Linked DNA regions of Mus musculus: region 2 is linked to region 1. Evidence: chromatin contacts called from public HiChIP or PLAC-seq data. All regions are on one chromosome and are shown on one strand. The core of a region is the stretch at or near the end of the contact, and the rest is flanking DNA. Distances in the headings are between cores, read along the strand shown.

What was found. HiChIP or PLAC-seq counts read pairs in DNA pulled down with a chosen protein or histone mark.
Region 2: a contact with region 1 is called in an H3K27ac HiChIP or PLAC-seq map of heart atrium, with 5 read pairs. The contact joins two enhancer-like sites. A contact is called at or near these places in 3 of 115 datasets of contacts at active chromatin or transcription factors (astrocytes, cardiomyocytes and heart atrium) and 1 of 9 other capture datasets (embryonic stem cells).

What each region holds. Positions count from the first base shown.
Region 1 is chr19:46,637,773-46,643,264 of GRCm38.p6, forward strand. The region is part of intron 2 of Wbp1l (WW domain binding protein 1 like); the gene reads left to right. Among named protein-coding and RNA genes, the nearest start is that of Gm36602, 26 kb to the right of the region's middle. Within about 2 kb of position 4,064, at least 128 of the 459 cell types and tissues checked have an H3K27ac peak or open chromatin away from gene starts, as enhancers often do. A contact at or near this core is called in heart atrium, where this site is marked.
Region 2 is chr19:46,924,727-46,929,735 of GRCm38.p6, forward strand. All of the region lies in intron 2 of Nt5c2 (5'-nucleotidase, cytosolic II), which reads right to left. Among named protein-coding and RNA genes, the nearest start is that of Nt5c2, 35 kb to the right of the region's middle. Within about 2 kb of position 2,360, at least 58 of the 459 cell types and tissues checked have an H3K27ac peak or open chromatin away from gene starts, as enhancers often do. A contact at or near this core is called in heart atrium, where this site is marked.

The sequences.
Region 1 (5,492 bases), core at 2,814-5,313:
GCCCAAGTCTCAGCCCCTCCTTCCACACGCTCCTGACTGCTGAGATAAGGCAGGCACCCCATGCTCTGCTCTGGACCATTTTTTTATTACACTTTTAGCCTGAAGACTTTCAGGCTGTGTAATGTCTTAGGGTTTCTTTTCTGTGAAGAGACACCATGACCAAGGCAACTCTTTGTTTGTTTTGTTTTTCTTTTTTTTTCTTTTGTTTTTGTTTTTGTTTTATTTTTTCTTTTTTTGTTTTTGTTTTCTTTTCTGTTTGTTTGTTTGTTTGTTTGTTTTTCGAAGACTGGGTTTCTCTGTATAGCCCTGGCTCTCCTGGAACTCAACTCTGTAGACCAGGCTGGCCTTGAACTCAGAAATCCTCCTGCCTTTGCCTCCCAAGTGCTGGGACTAAAGGTGTGGGCCACCACTGCCCACCAAGGCAACTCTTATAAAGAAAACATTTCACTGGGGCTGGCTTACAAGGTCAAGAGGTTCAGTCTGTTATCATCAAGGTGAGAACATGGCAGTGTCTAGGAAGGCACAGTACAGGAGGAGCTGAGAGCTCTACATCTTGTTCAGAAGGCAGCTGGGAGAAGACTGGCTTCCAGGCAGTTAGGACGAGGGTCTACACCCACAGTGACACACTTCCTCCACACCTACTCCAACAAGGCCACACCACCTAATAGTGCCACTCCTTGGACTAAGTGTAGTCAAACCACCACAATGACCAAGGCAACTTTTTTTTTTTTTAATTATATATATATGAGAACATTGTCACTGTCTTGGAAGGCGTCGGAACCCATTACAGATGGTTGTGAGTCACCATGTGGTTGCTGGGAATTGAACTCAGGACCTCTGGAAGAGCAGTCAATGCTCTTAACCTCTGAGCTCTCCAGCTCAAAGGCAACTCTTACTTTTAATTAGAGCTGGCTTACAGTTTCAGAAGTTCAGCCGTTATCATCATGGTGTGGCAGCACGGCAGCATCCAGGCAAACTTGGTGCTGGAAAGGAGCTGAGAGTTCTACTTGCTGATCTGAAGGCAGTCAGAAGACACTCACTCTTCTTCAGGCAGCCAGGAGGCGGGTCTCTTCAGCACTGGGTGAGACTTGAGCACTAGGAGACCTCCCTTCCTCCCACAAGGCCATGTATCCTAATAGTGCCACTTCCCATGGGCCAAACATACTCAAACCACCACAGTGGGTATTCCAGACAAGTCTCATGTTAGTTTGAGGGAAGGCCCCTCTCCACTCCATTCATATCTTCTTCATTACTACTTTGTACTATGGGCTTTTTTTTTTTAAATCTGTATTTTCCCTTTGAGGGTCCCATATTCTTGTATGCTTATTTTGTTTGAAACAGTGTCTTACTATGTAGCCTTGCCTGTCCTGGAACTTGCTATGTAGCCCAGACTGGCTTTGAATACACAGGTTCACCTGCTTGTGCCCCTGAAGGCAGCACACCCAGAGGGCCCCATCTCTGTGTACTGGGTTTTGGCTCCACCCCTCCTGTTTCAGACTGATCCCAGGTCATGTAACTAGCCCACTGTGCAGGGCACCTAGAAAAGTCTGGCCTCACTTCTGAGTGTAGTTTCTAGTTCCCATCTACAATTTTTGTTTCCTGGGGAAGCTTCCTTGCAAGCCCAGCTGTCTAACTAAAACATTGTTGTGTCACTAGTATTTCAGAGTCCAACTGGTGCCTGTCTGTCTGTCCTTCCTGGGAGCAGTGGAAACTTGCCCCCTTTGCCGGTTGCCTTTTCATGGCTGTAGCATCCTACATGTTGTCTGGCATATGACTGATGTAAGGGGCATTCAGGGCGTAGCTCAGTGCCCGTGGTGAGGGTGGCGGCGAATATTTCCACTAGAAATTTGTCCTCTCTGCAGAGAGAGCCGGAAGTGGGTACTCCCGGGCCGGAAGTGGGTGCTCCCGGGGCCGTTCATATGGAGCAGCTGAGAGCTGGTGTCCTGTATACTTTGAGCATCAGTGATGGATTTCAGTTTTCCTGTTTTTCACGCTTAACCTTTAAAACTTGAGCGCCTGCCTAAGGTTGCGAGGATGACGTTGGCTCCAGCCAGCTGCTCCCAGGGTTTTCCAGCCCCATAAATTGGCAAATTAAAACCATGCCTGAAGAACTGTTGCTGCCCAGCGTCTCTTTCTATGCTGGCACCGAGAAAGTTCTCGTGTTGATTAAATTGACCTTTACAGTGGTTCTGCTAAGAATAGCAAGTACAAGATGTGGAAAGCGTTGAAGAGGGCCTGGTTAGCCCCAGAGCCTTTGCTGCCACCAAAAAAAGGAGATAATCTTTTGCATCTGTGCAAAAGATGTACCACTCCTCAGCCGTCATAAGAGCAAGCCCCACAGGTCCCGTGTCAGCCTTGACTGCTGCTTCTCTGTGCCATTGTTTTGTTTGGTGTCTCATGGAGCTTGTCACCGTGTGTGGTACTGGGGGTCTATGGTAGCCCTGGCAATAGACCCACTCGCCACCATTGCCGTTCTTAAGGTGAAGGCTTTGGTGCAGTAGCACTTTTAAGAAGTGTGGGCATTCTCCTCCATGGCTGCCTGGGCGCCATATGTCTGCAGTGCGAGGTAAGGCTAGAAGAGGGTGTTGGCTCTTCCTCCTGGCGCTGGAGATACGGATGGTTGTGAGCCACCGTATGGATACTGGGAATGGAACTTCTGTCCTGTGGAAGAGTAGCCAGTGCTCTTAACCATAGAGCCATCTATCTCTTCAGCCCCGAGAGCACTTAGATTTTACAGTTCCTTTTTGAAGTGCGCTCTCTCTCACTCTCTTTCTCTCTCTCTCTCTTTCTTTCTTCCCTACATAGACTTTTAGATGCTTTTCGAATAACTACATATTCTTTTCTTTTTTTTTTAAGATTTTATTTTTATTTTATGTGTATGGGTTTTTTAATCTCCTAGCCAACGAAGTTGCCCGACAGCATTTTTGTACTGAAACATTCTTCCTGTGCCTTCCCTGCAGTTACAGACTCTCTAGCCATCCTCTTCCTCCCTCCCAGAAGCCCCTTTGGCAGTCTTGGTGTGGCCTTCCTTCTGCGAGTGTGTATGGGTTTGTGTATGGGTTCGAGTGCCATTGCTGTTAGCCCTGCGTGGTTAGTCCTCTGCCTTCTCCCAGACTGCACTGCCATGTGAGGGCAGTGCTCAGTTGCCCTTTTTGTTTCCCACCGCAGCTCAAGGCTGTCAGGAAACGTTACAGAAAGGCCCAAAGGCCTTGGGCTCCTTCCGTTCCTCACTGGCAGCATCCACACCTCAGCTGTTGGCTTGAGAGAAAGGAGTCATGGGTTGTATGGGCTGTACACTGGCTGGAGGCTGCTGTGTCAGAGCTGGGATGGATGAAGCAGTGGGTTTGATGGAAACCGTAGGCAGAGCCTGCATGTTAGCATACGCAAGACCTTGAGCACTGAACCAACCAAACAAACAAACAAGAACCCCTACAGGTTGAAGATGTTACACATTGTGTTAACTAGCCCTAGGGCCATCCCTGTCCCTTGCCCAGAGTCTTGTTCCTCTGAAGTGTCAGAGATGAGATGGACCCCGAGCCTGCCAGCTCTCTCTCCTATGGCAGGTCTGGCTTGAGGAGCCCACATCTCATCCCCTGATTCTCCTTCACATTGTTTCTGCTAACACCCTGAGCTCTCTCCCTGGCTCCATCACTGCCTGCCCCCTTTCCTTTCCCATGCTAGGTGGCAGTTCCCACCACCAAGACCAGAACCAACCGACCGACCGCAGGCATCCTGCACTCGGGGAGGCAGAGCGGGGAAGGGTGGGTAGCTGGACAGTCCGAGTCAAAGTGGGTTTGAGGAACTGGGCTAAGGGCTGCCAGGACAGCTCTGTCTGGAGGCAGGGCAGATCAGCAAGGCAGAATGGGGTTCTGTTTATGACAGGCCTCTTGCCAGGAGCAAAGCTGACACCCGTAGGTCACGAGGATGCCACTTGTTTAGATTTCAAGTGTCTTCATTGCGTGCCTCACGTAGGACCAGTTGGCTGCCTAGGCCACCTCTGCTGGATTCATTTGCTGGGGTAGAGGAAGCGTGGTGTGGTTTAAAGCTACGTGAATACTTTGAACTTGCTTTTGCAAACTAGCGCCAAGAGAGACCGGGCTCTGGCGGGCGGGGCTTGGTGACCTTGGAGACTCTGGTGTCCAGAGGAAAGGAGTGGTTTTCTCTGAGGCCAGAGTGGCTAGCTTGGTTCTGGAGAGCATAGCAGACGCAGCTCTGCTTTCTCTGCACATACCATGTGTCTGAAGGGGCCTCCAGCCAGCCAGCCGCCTGCTACGTAGCTTTTTGTTTTCAGTGGGCTGGGGAAAGCAAGAATAAAGAACTCTGCAATATTGTGAGACTCTCATTGTAAGCTTTGACTGCCCTTTCCTGCGTTTCCTCCTGAACTGGTTTATCCTGAAGTGTAAGAGTTTGTTTCTTTAAATCAATTTTGTGTTTTATTACTGTGCGTGTGCGTGCAGCTACGCTCACAGCACGCCATACATACAGAAGTCAAGATGTCCTCTGACACCAGGGAGCTGGCGCTCTCCTTCGTCAAGCCTTTGGGGCTCAAACTCGGGTTGTCGGGTTTGTGTGACAAGCATTTTTTCCCACTGAGTCATCCCACTGGCCTGAATATAAGACTTTGAAGGGCCATGAAAGCCCTGAAGGTAGAAACTTGCGCTGAGGAGGGATTTGGTGTAAGCTCTGCCCTGTCTCCTGCCTTCTCTCTGTAGCTACAGGCACCTCCTGTAACTAACTGCCCGGCCTCCAGCCGGAGACACTCACCAGAGGGCTTTGTTTATGGCTGTGGCTGGTGTAGTAAAGCTGGAGCCGCCATGTGACTTAACTTTCCCCTGGCAGCCGACCTCTGGGATGTCACCCATGGGCCGGGGCGGTAGCAAATGCCGTCCTTCGGGGTTGCGTTTCTTTGCTTGAGCAGGGTTTTCGTTCATAACTGAGGTTTGTGACGCAGGGAACAGGGTTTTCTCTGTCTTTGTGTCCGATTTACCCAAGGTGGTGCTTGGCACACACTGGTTGTAGTAAAAGAAATGTCGAAAGCCAGATATGGCAGGTGACTTTGTGTGTGCACGCACACTAGTGTGTCCGTGCACATGTGTGCATGTGAAGGCCAGAGGCTATTAAGCGTCTTTCTCAGTTGCAATCCACTTTGTTTTTTTTTTGAGATGGCCTCTCTCTGAACCTGGGGTTGACTCCATCAGCTAGCCAGCCGGCCCTAGGCATCCTCCTGTCTCAAGTCCTTGTGTTTGGATGTGAGCCTCCCTCATCCTCTACTCCCTCCTGTGTTGCTGGAATTACAGATGACCCCAACTCTACCCAGCTTCTTGTGCGGGTTCTAGGGATCCCACCTTAGGTCTCAGTGCTTACACAGCAGGCACATTACCAACTGAGCTGTCTCCAGCCCCTGCCTCCTCTCTGAGACATATCCTCACCCTGTGTCCTAGGATGGCTTGGACTCCATTCATTGTGCAGCCCAGGCTGGTCTCGAGCTCAAA
Region 2 (5,009 bases), core at 1,110-3,609, 290 kb after region 1:
CTCAGTACAATGTCATCTAAGTTCATGTAAGTGGTTGCAAATGGTAGAATCTCCCTTTGAAAGCTAAAAAATGTTCCTCTGATATGTTTAGAGAGTTCAAATTTACCCTACATCTATGGATGAATGCTGTGATTAGTAACGATGCAATGAACACTGGAGAGTAGTGGGCAAGGTGGGTGATCTCATTTTCTTTGGGTACTTTTATTACTTTGATTTCTTTGGGAAACTTGGTGCCATTTTCCACTGTGGATATAACAATTTATGCCAAACTTTTGTATATCTAATTGTGATATTAATTTGAACCTCTTAGATTAGATGATCTGTGATTTTAAATACTTTTTCATGTATCTGTTGGCAATTTACATGTCTTCCTAAGACATATAAACTGCCTATTTTTTTTCAATTGGGTTTTCTTTTCTGCTATTTGCTTGCTTGGAGACTACTAACAGCTTGATCCAGTGGTAAGGCAGGCCCATGCTGAAGTAATGAGGAGGCTAGCTAAGGCAGGAGTAGCAAATTCAAAGCCAGGAATTAAAAGCCAAACTTTGTAACATAACAAAAAATAAAGCTAGATGTGACAGCACGTTCCTGTAATCCCAGCAGTGGGGAGTCTAAGGCAGGAGGATCACAAATCACAAGCCAGCCTGGGCTGGCTACATGAGTTCCAGGCCAGCCTGAGCTACACAAATAGACCCTGTCTCAAAAGAAAACAAAAGCCCAAGCAAATAAACAAATAATAAGGGAAGTAAGTCAGGTGTGAAGGAACAGGCTGAGGCAGGCCAACCTCATGCTCAAGCCAGGCTGGGCCATACATGGTGCAGCCCTGTCTAAAACTAAAAAAAAAAAAAAAAAAAAAAAAAAAACAAAAACCTCCAAGGTCTAAGGAGCTTAGCATATACAATGCCCTTGGTTCAGTCTCAAGCATTACATAAAACCAAGCATGGAGCATACACCTATAACCCCAGGTGGAGGCAGGGTGGGCAGAAGTTTAAGGTGATCCTCAACTACATAGTGACCCTGTCTGTGTCTCTGTGTCTGTGTCTGTATCTGTGTCTGTCTCTCTCTCTCTCTCACATACACACACACACACTTTAAAAACTTTATAGACTTCTTTGTGTTACAAATTATAGTAAAATGGACAGTTTTAAAGAATGCATTCCCAAAGAATTGCTTAAAATAATTCAATTGAAGATGAAACACTATCATTTATTTTCTATGAAAACCATTTGCATCTCATGGATTTCACTGCTCCCACACACAGTAAGCTCAGTAAGTCTGTTAGATTCTGAAAGAAGTATTACATAAAATTTTTATACTCCCCTTGAACCTTGAGGAGGTAAGGGGCAGGTGTGGCAAACACCTGTTAACCCAGCAGAGGCAAGCAGACCTCATGTGAACTTGAAGTCACACTGATCTACATAGTCAGTTCCAGGTCAACCAAGCTTACACAGAGAAATTCTGTCTCAGGGTTACTAACCCACAGTCAAAATTTCTGACCCAGAACTGATCCTGTCTAAAAGAACTGCAGGGACAAAAATGGAGAAGAAATTGAAGACAAGAGCCTAGCATGGCTGTCCTCTGAGGCTCTACCCGCAGCTGACTGAGACAAACACAGATACTTACACACAACTATTAGGACCCCTATAGTTGAATTAGGGGACGGCTTGAAGAAGCTGAAGAGGAGGGTGACCCCATAGGAAGACCAGCAGTCTTAAATTAGCCAGCTCCCAGGAAGCTCCCAGACACTGAGCCACCAACCAGGCAGCATACATGGGCACACAGATAGCACAGGAGTGCTTGGTGTGGCCTCTGTGGAAGAAGATGTACCTAACTCTCGTGAGACTTGAGGCCCAAGGGAAGGGAGGCTAGGTGGGAGGGGAGCACCCTCTCAGAGGCAAGGAGGAGGAGGGATGGGATAGGGAACCACGGGGGTTGGGGGGTGAGGGGAGCAACGGCAGGAATGTAAGTAACTTTTTTAAAAAACCTAGTTTTTGGAACATCATTATCTTGACTTAAGCATTGTAAGAGAAAGGAAAGAGAAAATCTTGTCAGCTGAAAAAAAAAAAAAAAAAGAACCTAGAGGAAAAGTGGCGCCTCCCCTAACCTTTCTGTTTTAGTTCTTTGTTTCTAGTAGTTTGAGGTGCTAGAAAAGCAAACATCACAAAGCAACAACTGCTACACACACACACACACACACACAGCTACTTAGCTCCAAATACCACAGTGATCCTCCCCTCAGGTTTTACCCTGCTTTTTCACGGAGAGCAAAATCTACCTGATGACTGACAATCCCCGCCTACATAAATCCTTTTGAAAACAACACAGGAGAAAGACACAAAATAATGGTTCTAACTCTAAAAACCGAAAGCTACTACAGCTGAGGCTTTTCAAGAGACAAGGGGCCAACTGGATGAAGCCCTGCTCAGAGCTGTAACAGCTGATGTGCCTAAAATACCTCAGCTAACACAGGCAGCAAGGGGATGAGGAAGATTGCTCTTCCACGTCACACATCTTAAGAAATAGGTCCAGAACAACGTAATTTTTAAAAAGCAGTTTCAATTTTGATAGAAAACAGATGTTAGCTGGCTTTAGATGCAGCTGAAGTAGCAGGGAAGACACTAACATAAAAGAAATGTCGCAAAGCAAAGCTCTTTTCTTGGTCAGGGGAGGAAAAAAAGGCTGCACCTGCATAGCCACGGAAATCTTTCAAAGTAGACACATTTTGAAAAGACAGCAAGAGCAGGGTACCCTTGCTAATGCTGGGAATAACATATTTCAGGAATAAGAAAATCTATTTTTGCCAAAATAACCATGGCTAAATATCCATCAAGTCACATGTCTCACTCCTCTCTGAGTTGACTAATCACATTATCTACTCCATCAACACATTTACCGATGTGTGCTAGAATACACATCTCATTTTGTGACAAATATCACAGAATATCCTTTGGGAATAGTCAGAGCTACAAAACTTTGTATGTCCTTAAGATTAGAAAATAAGATCTGGCAAGTGGGTAAAAGTTCTTGCTGCCAAGCATGGAGACTTGAGTTCAGTCTTAGGACCATCAAAGAAGAGAACTCACTCGCTCAGTTGTCCTTTGACCTCTCCAAGTGCCTGCGGTGGCATGAGTTCCCACATACAAACATTTGCACGCAAACATGAACACACAATATATTAATAAAACATTTTAATTAGGAAAAATACATTTGAGAAACTTGCATCAAATATCCTTTCCTTTTCATTCAAAGCAAGTACTCTAAATCGTAGAATCACCTCCTAAACTTAAGAGAGCATCACTCCTATGCCCTCACTTCTGTGGTGATCTTTATGTGAAAACCTCACCTATAGTCTCAGCTTTCCTTTTCTTTCCCTAACATAAACTATGAACATAGAAGGAGGTATACAGAAATGAAATCTAATTTGCTGTGTAAGCTAAGCTGTAATAAGCAAAGGAACAACTGTTACAGAGAACTAAGCCAAACACAGTTCCTGCATGTATGTGCTAAGCTTTACAAATACACAAATACCCAAGGCTGAACGAGAAACCTTTGGCACAGGAGAAAATGTAACCCTGACCTCACATATCTCAGGACAGACTTCAACAGACACTTATCTCTCAGCTTGAGACTAATGGCCATTCCCCACCGAGTTTACAAATTAAATGAAGTGTAAGATATTGTGTCAACTACAAGATATTAACGGAAAAGCAAGCTCACTGACCCACATATTTCAAAACAAATAAATTTACATACTTGGGAAAAATCAAATTTCTCTACAAATACCAGGACCTTTCTGCAGATCTGCCCGTGCCAGCTTACTATGGTCTTACTAAACTATTAACTAGCAGAATAATTTCACCTATGTTCAAGAGCATAAACATATCTGTAAAAATTAAAAGCATGCTTTAAAACATGTAATTATCACCCAAAATGTTATGGCTAAACTAGGCATCCAATTATAAATCAGAATCATAAATCCAACTATCATCCAGAATTCCCACAGATAAGAGCTGTGAGCTGACACTCACAATTTCTAGGAGATACATACACAGGAACATTGTAAAACTAAACACAGACTCCAGTAAAAACACCTTTAGCAATATTTACTATCAAATCCCACAGCAGTAAGGCAAAATTCCATTCAGGTACAGATATTAGCTGCAAGAAATAAAACCATTACTACAATGTGCTTTAAGAATAGGGATCTAAGAGTCTAAGATTTAACATAAACATGCAACTTATTATATTTGAAATTCTGTAAACAGCAAACCTCTGGTTTGGATCTGACTATAATTCAAAGCAAAATTACCTCATCTGTCACTGGTTTCCGTTTGGCAAACTGAAACTATCTGGGTAAAGTAGTTTCTGAAGTCACATAACAAGATTCTTCTTAAAATCCCTAAAACAATTTTTGAGTGTGTGTGATGTTAACCTAATTTCTAAAAGACTGTTTAGCCCGAGCCAGGCCCCCTCACACCATGTATCTTCTGAGACAGTGTGGGAGAAAACACCTCTGTGTCTAATTTAACTTGTCATTGGATATCACTGTTGCTCCACACAAATCCATTTGGAATAGAATTTCTCTGGCAATGGTGAACTGCATCTGTAACTCCTCCCTTTGCTTAGGAGTCACAGTTTCCTGGCCAAGTGCCCAACAACAGTTACTGCAACAACAAGTGAGAGGACTGTAAAATGCTCTTGGTCGTCTATTTTCACTGTAAGCAGCTGCGGTGGTGCATTCAAGCTGCTAGCAGGAAACTACTCCAAATGCATCTGAGTACGTAAACTCAAATTATGAACTATAATAAATTAGTGTCATGTCTGCAAATGTCACTTAGGTCGAGGCAAGATAACTGCCTGGGGGCTGGCTCGATGGCTCAGTGGTTAAGAGCACCAACTGCTCTTCCAAAGGTCCTGAGTTCAAATCCCAGCAACCACATGGTGGCTCACAACCATCCGTAATGAGATCTGATGCCCTCTTCTGATGCATCTGAAGACAGCTACAGTGT